Regions from separate parts of the Rattus norvegicus genome. Here region 2 is linked to region 1. Evidence: chromatin contacts called from public Hi-C data. All regions are on one chromosome and are shown on one strand. Each heading gives the region's core, a stretch centred on a gene start, on an enhancer-like site or on the middle of the called end of the contact. The rest is flanking DNA. Distances are from core to core; before and after follow the strand shown. Region 1 has its middle 250 kb from the start of Nt5c1b. Region 2 has its middle 29 kb from the start of Rdh14.

Region 1 (4,562 bases), core at 1,246-3,745:
TCATCTGCCATTGTGTCATAGGAAGGAGAAAAAGGACAGACTCCAGCCCTTCTTATCAATACTTCCTATAATGACACATGCAAGCTGTACCCATGAGTGGAAGAATTAAACACTTCAGCAGCATTCAAGGAATTCTACCTATTATAGTTGTGCTCCAAAAGCCCTTTATCCACTAAACTTCAGCCAGATGTAGATTTTGTCTATGCCTCGAGCAAGGTGACATTGCCTCTAGCAGAGAGACTGTTCATTTGTGATTTCTGCTGTTTAGATCAGGTTTTTGGTTTAGAAGGCACCTTCACAATGATGACGTTAACTTTACTCAGTCTTCTTTCTAACTTGTGTGCCCTGCTAAACGTCCCTGGTTTGGTACTGGTTTCTGTTTACTGACTTTTACTGTAAAGTATCTCCATCACTCTTGTCTATCATGTGCTATTTGAGAGATGGGTCTTCTTCATTGTGCTTCTAGTGCTCCACGCATGCTGGCACCTCATGTGCTCTGTGTCCTGATAGAAGCCTAGTCATTCTATAAGAGTTGGAGAATACAGTGTATAATCATTTAAGTTCCACACTGAGTGGTTGGTAAAGAATCTTTCACACAGGCCTACAAATCGTGCTATTCTTTTCCGGAGTCTAAAGGTGTTTGAAGATGGCAGAATTCCTTAAAGAGAATTCAAGGGCATTCTGTCACTCCTCCTTTGGAGCTTATAAAATGCATATCTAATGTTAGGACAGGATTACCCTAAACAACTGCCACCATCCCCACTCTGCCTCCTTGAATCCTTATAGAATACATCCTATCTGAACTTGTTCAGAGGAAAGAATGACAGACAGCTTTAGGTTTATATGATGCTGAGTCCAGAGGGAAAATGAATGTACCTGTAGCAACCGTCATTCAGTGTCAGTTCCCAGGTACTATGAGGATACCAAAACACATACAAGGTGATCACAATTGTTATCTTTTCCATTGACTTGAGATATGCCATCTTCAATAGTGGACATGGGTTTGGGAGTGTAATTTTCTACATCTGCAGCACATTAAACCTTTATTTGGTACAATGGCATTCAAAAAACTAATAAAACAACAACAGAAACGGAACATGGATAGCTATTTGTAAGGGAAAAAGATTTTCCCTATGTGACCTATGTTGGGTACATGTGCACAGTAAATGTCACGGTTTCAACATAGTTATTTGGGTTTTAATTATATCTGTGCCTCAAATTAATATGTGGCTTTTTGTGGGGTATAGTTTTCTATAATTCATTTTTTTAGTAATTCAAATTTTTATTGAATATATTAAGATACCTTTAGCATTCTGAGCCAAAGAATCTCACTTGGGCAATATAAAACTCTAATATTTTATATCAATTGTTATATACATTAACATAGACACAATCATTTTCATAGTCATTTATAATATTATATATGTATATATATGTGTGTGTATGTAAATACATAAAAGTGATATCTTTTATTTATATTCAATGGTCAGTCATGGAGTACAAGTTTATAAGTAGTTTGCAAGTCCATTCATTCATAGAATTGCAATCATCCTTGGCATTTGCAGAGGATTGGTTCCAGGCCCCAGTTCAATTGTCCAAATCCACAGATGCTTGTGTCTGTTATATACAACTATATAAAATGATATAGCATTTCATATAACCTAAACACATATTCAGTTCTTTAAATTATTTCTATATTATATTTAATACAATGTAAATAGTATGAAAATAGTTGCTCTTCTGTATTGTACAAGGAATAATGACAAGAAATATGTGTATTTGTTCAGCACAGACATAAAATTTTAGATGGTTTTGGTCTGTGGCTGGTTGTGGAATCTGTGGGTATAGAAGGGCAGGTTCGCAGACAACTGTTCTACTGTGATGGGCAGATGTGTGGTCTCTGGCTGAATTTTAGCCTACCAAGTCGAAATCAAAATAACTTTAAGAAAGTGCTACCTGCTTAAGCCTTTTAATGGTCAATCAGGAATTTCCACTCCGGTTATTTCTGAGCAAACTGAGATCTCACTGATGTGATGTGACAGCAGTTGCCAGGTTTGATCCGACTTGGGAGATTTTGCCAAGCATTTCTATGTCCCCTGGGCTGGAGACCAAAATACATAATTAATTTTTGCCCAGGCCTGTGGGAGTACATATGACTTGTAATAAAACAAGCTACTGGCATTCCTACCTTTGGAGGGTATTCATTTCACTAGGGAGAGTGAGGTAGAAGCTATTAGTAAAACTATGTTGATCTTCTTTCAGGGGAGGGAAAATTGAGCCTCGGGGTGAAAAGGAGAGGGTTCAGAAAGAATAGCTGATGTGTGAGAGATAATTCTGTTTACATGGGTAAGAGGTGTCAGAGTGGCATTACTCATGAGACAGATTGGAACAGAATGTTGCAAATCACTTTCAAGATTTTTGTTGGACTTCCCCATATATTTGGAGGTTGGAGTCAGGATTACTGGCTTTGGTAATTAATCCTTCTGAGACTGCATTCTTTGCTACTGAGAAGAGGAGTGATTCAGGGGCCCATCCTGCTAAATCAAGATAGTGTGTGACCTCTGGAAGCAAGAGGACTTTTCCTCACTTGGCCAGTAAAACAGAATCCGGGAGCATTGTGACGAGTAAACCAACAGAGGTGTTGTTTGATGGGCTGCAGAGATTTCTGAGGAGATGCGTTTGGTACATTTTGAGAATGAAATGTACGCAGTGACAAAGTCAGAGGCCAGCAATGACTAGGGGCTATGTGAAATTACAGAAAGTGGGCCCTTAATGAATGCCAGTAGTTTTAAACACCATGCATTTCCACAGCAGCTTATTAACGTTTTCTTTCAGGGCTGCTCTGTATACCTGTTTGTTTGTTGAGCTTGGATTCACAGGAGCCAGTGTATTAATAAGTTAATTAATTAATGTTAATTAATATGACAGCTGTAGAAAAAGACATTCCATCAGTTTGCTCTGGACAAAGCTATGATGCTCAAGCGATTATTTTGCCAACTAGAGTATCCATATCTTATGTCACTCTGCAATTCCTTCTAACATTTCCAGACACTAATTCAGACCCAACAGGGACTGTATAGGCTACATTTTTCTCTTTGCTTTTTGTCAAGGAAAAATCAGATCACTTATCTCCTACTAAACTGATTAGTTCTATAAGAAGATAAGAGAAGATTTTGCCCCATTTAAAAGTTAAGGTAAAAGGGGTCCTGTTTCCTAGCATCCGAGGATATAGGAGTCAGAATCAGTACAAATCTTTGAGAGATACTTGTAATATTTTTAATAAGTAAATAAAATTATATAATGTTTTCCCCCTGTGGCAAAAAATCTAGTCATTTAGATACCATAAACTTATACCAAAAAGGAATATGTTGATCACATTTGCTATTACATATTTCTAACTTCACAATGTTAGACTTCTTCTCTCTTTGAGCTTAAACATTAGCCTGAGATGGGATGAGCCAAAAAGGGACTTTTGAAAGCCAAATGACATATGAGATCCCATCTTTCTCAGTGGTTCCTGTCTCTGACCTGGAAGCAGAATCTGGATTTTTATTTCTTAGGGACTGCGTCACTCTGTTCTGTAATTCTTCTGCTCTTCTGCCCATGTGCCTGGGTATAAACTCCATGAAAACTAGGCTTTAGTGAATTAAATGGCTTGATAATTCACTCTTCTACTTTGTGCCCATGGCATAGTAGGAACTGAAAAATATGTCATTGGATGATCACATGGAAGTTATGAAGATGTTTGTAAAGACTCTATTATTATGTGTCAGCATACATTAAGTGTGTATGGATGTGTCTGTGCCTTGGTTTAAGGTGTGGATGTCAGGGCACAGCTTCACAGAGTTAGTCTATTTCTTCTACCTTTATTTTGGTTCCAGGGATTGAACTAAAGATATTAGGCTTGCATAGCAAATGCTTTTACCAGTGAAGCCATCTCATGGTCTCTGGAATATCATTTTGAATCTACTGAACCCTTCGGGCTCTGCATGTGATGTAAATGTCTGGCCCAGGCATTACTAGCTTTGTTTAATCCCAGTTTTGCCTTGACACACAGACTAAATCTAAGTTTACATTCACTACAACCTTGTACCTGGTACATAACACAAACTCTACGACAGCAGCTGCATGCCCCTTAGGTGTGCTCTCAATTTTCTCTTTAAAAGGAAAAAGGGCAGGATTAGGATGCTGCTCAGTGGTTAGAGCATTTGTCTAGCAAGAATAAAGTTCTGGGATAAACTGGGGTCAATTTACACAACACCCTCACCACACACACACGCACACACACACACACACACACACACACACACACACACACACAGAGAGAGAGAGAGAGAGAGAGAGAGAGAGAGAGAGATGCATATATGCATGCATGCACACACACGAGGAACAAAAACAATCTATATTTCCTCCATTTCCAGAAACCAAGTCTTTCTCATAATTATCTGGAGTCTCAGGTAATGATATTCCAGTAGTTTTTCTAAGTAGACATTCTTAAATATTTTGTTTTTTGGGATTCAACTTGACGACCAGGCAGTTGTAAAAGTTGCTATTGTTCCTGA
Region 2 (4,562 bases), core at 1,301-3,800, 300 kb before region 1:
GACGTTGCTTTACTTTCAAGGAAGTGATGCTGTTGCTGGAGCTGCTAACACGTAGATGAGTGTGTGCTCCAGACCCTGTGGGGTTAGACACAGTTGTTGTAGATGAGTGGCCACTTAGAGAGCCATATACATGGGGTTTTGCAGACATCATGCAAACAGGAAGACATTTTCTGAGGAAAACAAGAAACTGAGGGAGGCACAGGGAAAGCCTGAAGAAATAATACCCTGTACTCCTGTTCATACAGACTAGCCAAGAGAGAAAAGGCAAGTGAAGTCTCGGGAATGGACTAGAGCACCAATAAGAAGAAAGCAATTGGGGATCTTAAAAAGGAATTTCTCATCCAGCATATATTCCGTCCATCTTTGTTCTGTAAGTTCACATCCTTCTTTCTAAGCCTCGCTTGAGGAACTCTTTTCTGTTCTGGATCCCCATGCTGAATAACTCATGATTCCTTTCCTCTACTGGTTCTACGATATTTGGCTATATTGAATTCTTATAACCATAAACTATAGTTATTTGTGGTGCTCTATTGCCATGGTTAGCATATGAAATTCTCTGGGCTGGTGGCTTAAATGAGAGAACCTTATATTCCCACAGTTTCGGAAGCTGGAAATCATGGTCAAGGTGGTGGTAAGCTTGTTCTCTCTGAGTCTTTCCCCCTTAATTTGTATACTTGTCTTTCCCCGGGTCCTCACTTGTTGATTTCTTCCATTCTCTGTATCTTCGATGCCAGGTACTAAAACACACATTGCTCAATCCCAGAGACTGGCAAAATGGCCATGACCTCCAGCATTCTGTAGAAGATGAAGTATACAGTCATGGTATCTTAGGGGAGGGAGGATGATCCTGATGATATCTGTAGTTGGGGCATAAGAGCCAGTGCATGAAGGAAAAACAGGAAAGATAAATGAAGTCAAATACAGAAGAACATTTCCTATTTAAGGGTGACCGTCTGTGATCTGAAGCTTGCCACAGGGGCAGTAATTTCATAAAGGAAGTTGTGATGGTTACCATATTGTTTGTCACCTTGACTGACTCTGTAATCAACAACAACAAAAACGCCTGTGGGTTTTCTTATTTTTATTTTCATTGTTTAATTATTTTATTTATTTATTCACTTTACATCCTCATCACAAACCCCCTCCCTCCTATTCTCTCAGTCTTCCCACCCCCACTAACCTTTCCCTCTAGTCCTCAGAGAAGGGGAACTGCTCCCTTGTGTACTAAACTGCTCTGGGACGTTTTCTTCCACTAAGAGCCAATCTGGCAGTCCAGCTAGGGAAAGGGAATCCAAAAGCAGGCAACAGAGTCTAAGACAGCCCCTGCTCCAATTGTTAGGGGATCTACATCAAGACCAAGCTACACATCTCCAAATATGCAGGGGACATAGGTACAGTCCCTGCATGCTTTTTGGCTGGTGATCCAGAAGCTTTGAGCCCCCATAGTCCCAAGGTAGTTGACTGAGTAGGTCTTCTTGTGGTGTCCTAGACCCCTCTGGCTTGCTCAATTCTATCCCCAATTCTTCTACAAGACTACGCAAAGACTGCCTGATGCTTTGCTGTGGGCCTCTCAGACAGTTACACTAAGTTTCTGTCTGCAAACATAGAATGGTATTATTAATAGTGTCAGGGGTTGGTTGGCTCTCCCAGGGCATGGGTCTCAAATTGTGGCAGTCATTGGTTGGCTGTTCCATCAGTCTTTACTCCGTCTTTATCCCTGCTCATCTTGTCCTGTCAACAAGATACCCGTGAGTTTTCTTGGTGGCTCTCTTTGATGACATCAACTGACTGGAAAGACCCACCCTTAGTACATCTGGCACCTTTCAGCAGCAGCCTGGATATAAGGAAGACTGAACACCTTTGCTTCTTACCTGCTTGCCTTCATATCTCTCTTGTCCTTGCATTGCTGGTGACTTTTATTCTGTTGCTGCTATCTCTGCCTCAGTCATTCTTCACTGACATTAGAACCCAGCGTCTTCCACTTCCTAATGTGATCCCAAGATCAGTGACTCTATAGGAATTCTCCAGTGCCAGACAGTGACTGCTAGGCATTCAGGGTCATAGATTATGCAGACTCAGTTCTTACCTTCTTCAGTATAAAGACACCCGTGGCTGGACTACTCAGGCTATATTGTATGAACCAATCCCTTTTAAAATAGATTGGTACAATGGGTTCTGTTCCTCTAGAGAATCCTAATGTAAGAGCAACCTTTCTTTTCTCATCCCATGCCATGTAAGGAAAAGGAAAAACATTTTCTATGGAAATAAACACCCAGATTGAAGGAAACTAAATAAATGAGGGGGAAAGGGGGGCAAGATCACAGAATGGCTAGAGTTAACCTGAGAAGTAAGAACTGCGAACCAAAGTAAAGGACTTTGGCTTGCCACATAGGTCACCTGTTTTCGTGAACTCCCAGATAGCAGAATAAAAGGCATGAGCTCACATATGGGATGACTTAAATTGGTGCGAGGGAATGTGTGTGTCACTGTGATGGGGTGGTACGTGCTGCATTATTAGGCCCAGCCTGAGGCCACAGTGCAGTCATAAATCAAGAAGTGGGTGTTTAAAAAACAGTGGAAGTGTTAAGGAAACATGAAGTGGATGACCTGTGGGGCTGGGCTGTTCCTCCCTACAGGAATTTCTGTGACTAATGATGTGGATAAATAAGTGCTCAGCTTTCTTATAACCACACATGCAATTTATTTAATTCTGGAGGTATTATTCAATTCTGGAAGTCTCTTAAGATGATGTGATCTGTTGAAAAAGCTTTCCCACTTCTCAGAATGAACTACAACCTAATTCTCCTATGCAGACTCTGCCTACACTTCATGTACAGAGAGTGGCCACCCACCTTTCTAGTTCAACTTCTTGTTCTTGTTCTCAAAGATCTACCTGATGATGAACTATCTGTTGACTTTTCAAATACCTTTAAAATTAAAACAGCCAAGAAGATTCTGCCTCTTACATTAAAATGTATTTGACCAAAGTCACCAAAATTCATGCCCATTGAGTGAGGGGAAGCTCTAAAGGCTTGTGTGATTGGAGAATGATGGCTGCTTGAGTACATGCTTGAGGTTACACCTCTGCACAAGTATTTGTTAGCTGTCTCTTTATCCCTAAACTTCAAGTCTCTCACTACTTATCACTATGATTGGCAGGATTATTCTGACAGAACTCATTTTACCATCAAATGAACTATATTGGAAGAGGCAGAGGGAGGAAGGGATGGGATAAAGCCAGAGAAGACAAGCTACTCCCCAGTCCCATGAGATTCCTCTCCACTTTGGCATGTGCAGTGGTGTGGTCCTTCTTCAGATCCTGTTTATAGGCAATCATGTATATAATGTTTTATGAGTGTAACTTCTGACATTACTAGGTAACACAATCTCATAGGAACTTCCATCTCTGGTCTCTGAATGCTCATCTGCCCAGGGCAATGGGAAGAGAAAGCCTGCAGTCCAAAATGGTCAAAAATACACAGCGTCCCAGATCATCCCTTCAAAAACTGAGTGAAGCTGGGAAATATTTCTTAGGTATCTGAATGTTTTCTTGGGCTAACTTAAAAAATGGTATCATAATATGATTAGAACATTTTCTCTTTCCTCCTTCTAAAACCTCCCACATACCTCTCCTAGCTCACTTTCAAGTTCATGGCCTCTTGTTTTTCCATTAACTGTTACTGTATGCAAATATTTATACATATATTTATTCCTAAATATAACCTGCTTAGTTTATTTAGTGTTACTTCTATGATGTTTTCAGGACTGACTTTTCAGTATTGTATAACTAACTCTTGAGGTGTGCTTTTCTCTGGGAAGATTATTCTCCTGCTATCAGCCTTCCTTGGTTTCCTGTAATTCTTTGTGTAGGTTTGATGTCTCATAGGATTTTCCCTATCCACTTTGGCATGTGCAGTGGCGTGGTCCTTCTTCAGATCCTGTTTATAGACAACCATGTATATAACGTTTTATGAGTGTACCTGACATTACTAGGTAACACAATCTCATAGCAAACTCCTGGATCTTCCAGCTAACTTTGATAATGTTACAGACCAGCTAGGGCTACAAAGTGAGACCTTATCTAAGAATGAATAAATAAGTCAATAAATTTACACATCTTTGAAATAAAATGTTATAACTCTCAGGCTAGTCTTCACTTTAAATAAATAATATAGAGCCATATCAGATACCCTTTACTAAATTTCCCTATGATAATAAAGTTTAACTAAACTACCGCATAGTGAACAACTTATGCACATTACTGTAGGTGAATTATACAATATTGCTGTGATACAGAGCCTTCACATCCCCCTTCTTATAGTCATTTCTTCTAAAAAACACTTCAATCATCTTGGAAATAAGCATAGGGGAGTTGAGACAGTTCACTGGGTAGGGCGATTGCTGCCAAGCCTGGCATTCTTTGTTCAATTCTCAGAAACCCACATGTTGGAACGAGAGCACTGCCTCCTCTAAGCTGTGCTCTTATCCAGAGATGAAAACATAAAAAAAGAGAATGTTAGTATAAATGACATACCAAGATACATATTATAAATAAATACTAT

What was found. A called contact is a pair of places that touch in the nucleus more often than the background predicts.
Region 2: a Hi-C map of the A7r5 cell line shows a contact between it and region 1, with 2.5 times the contacts expected there. The contact joins two enhancer-like sites. A contact is called at or near these places in 2 of 12 Hi-C or Micro-C datasets (the A7r5 cell line and the Rat2 cell line).

Annotation. Positions count from the first base shown.
Region 1 is chr6:38,607,469-38,612,030 of GRCr8, reverse strand. No RefSeq gene overlaps it. Among named protein-coding and RNA genes, the nearest start is that of Nt5c1b, 250 kb to the left of the region's middle. Within about 2 kb of position 2,495, at least 3 of the 93 cell types and tissues checked have an H3K27ac peak or open chromatin away from gene starts, as enhancers often do. A contact at or near this core is called in the A7r5 cell line, where this site is marked.
Region 2 is chr6:38,902,684-38,907,245 of GRCr8, reverse strand. No RefSeq gene overlaps it. Among named protein-coding and RNA genes, the nearest start is that of Rdh14, 29 kb to the right of the region's middle. Within about 2 kb of position 2,550, at least 2 of the 93 cell types and tissues checked have an H3K27ac peak or open chromatin away from gene starts, as enhancers often do. A contact at or near this core is called in the A7r5 cell line, where this site is marked.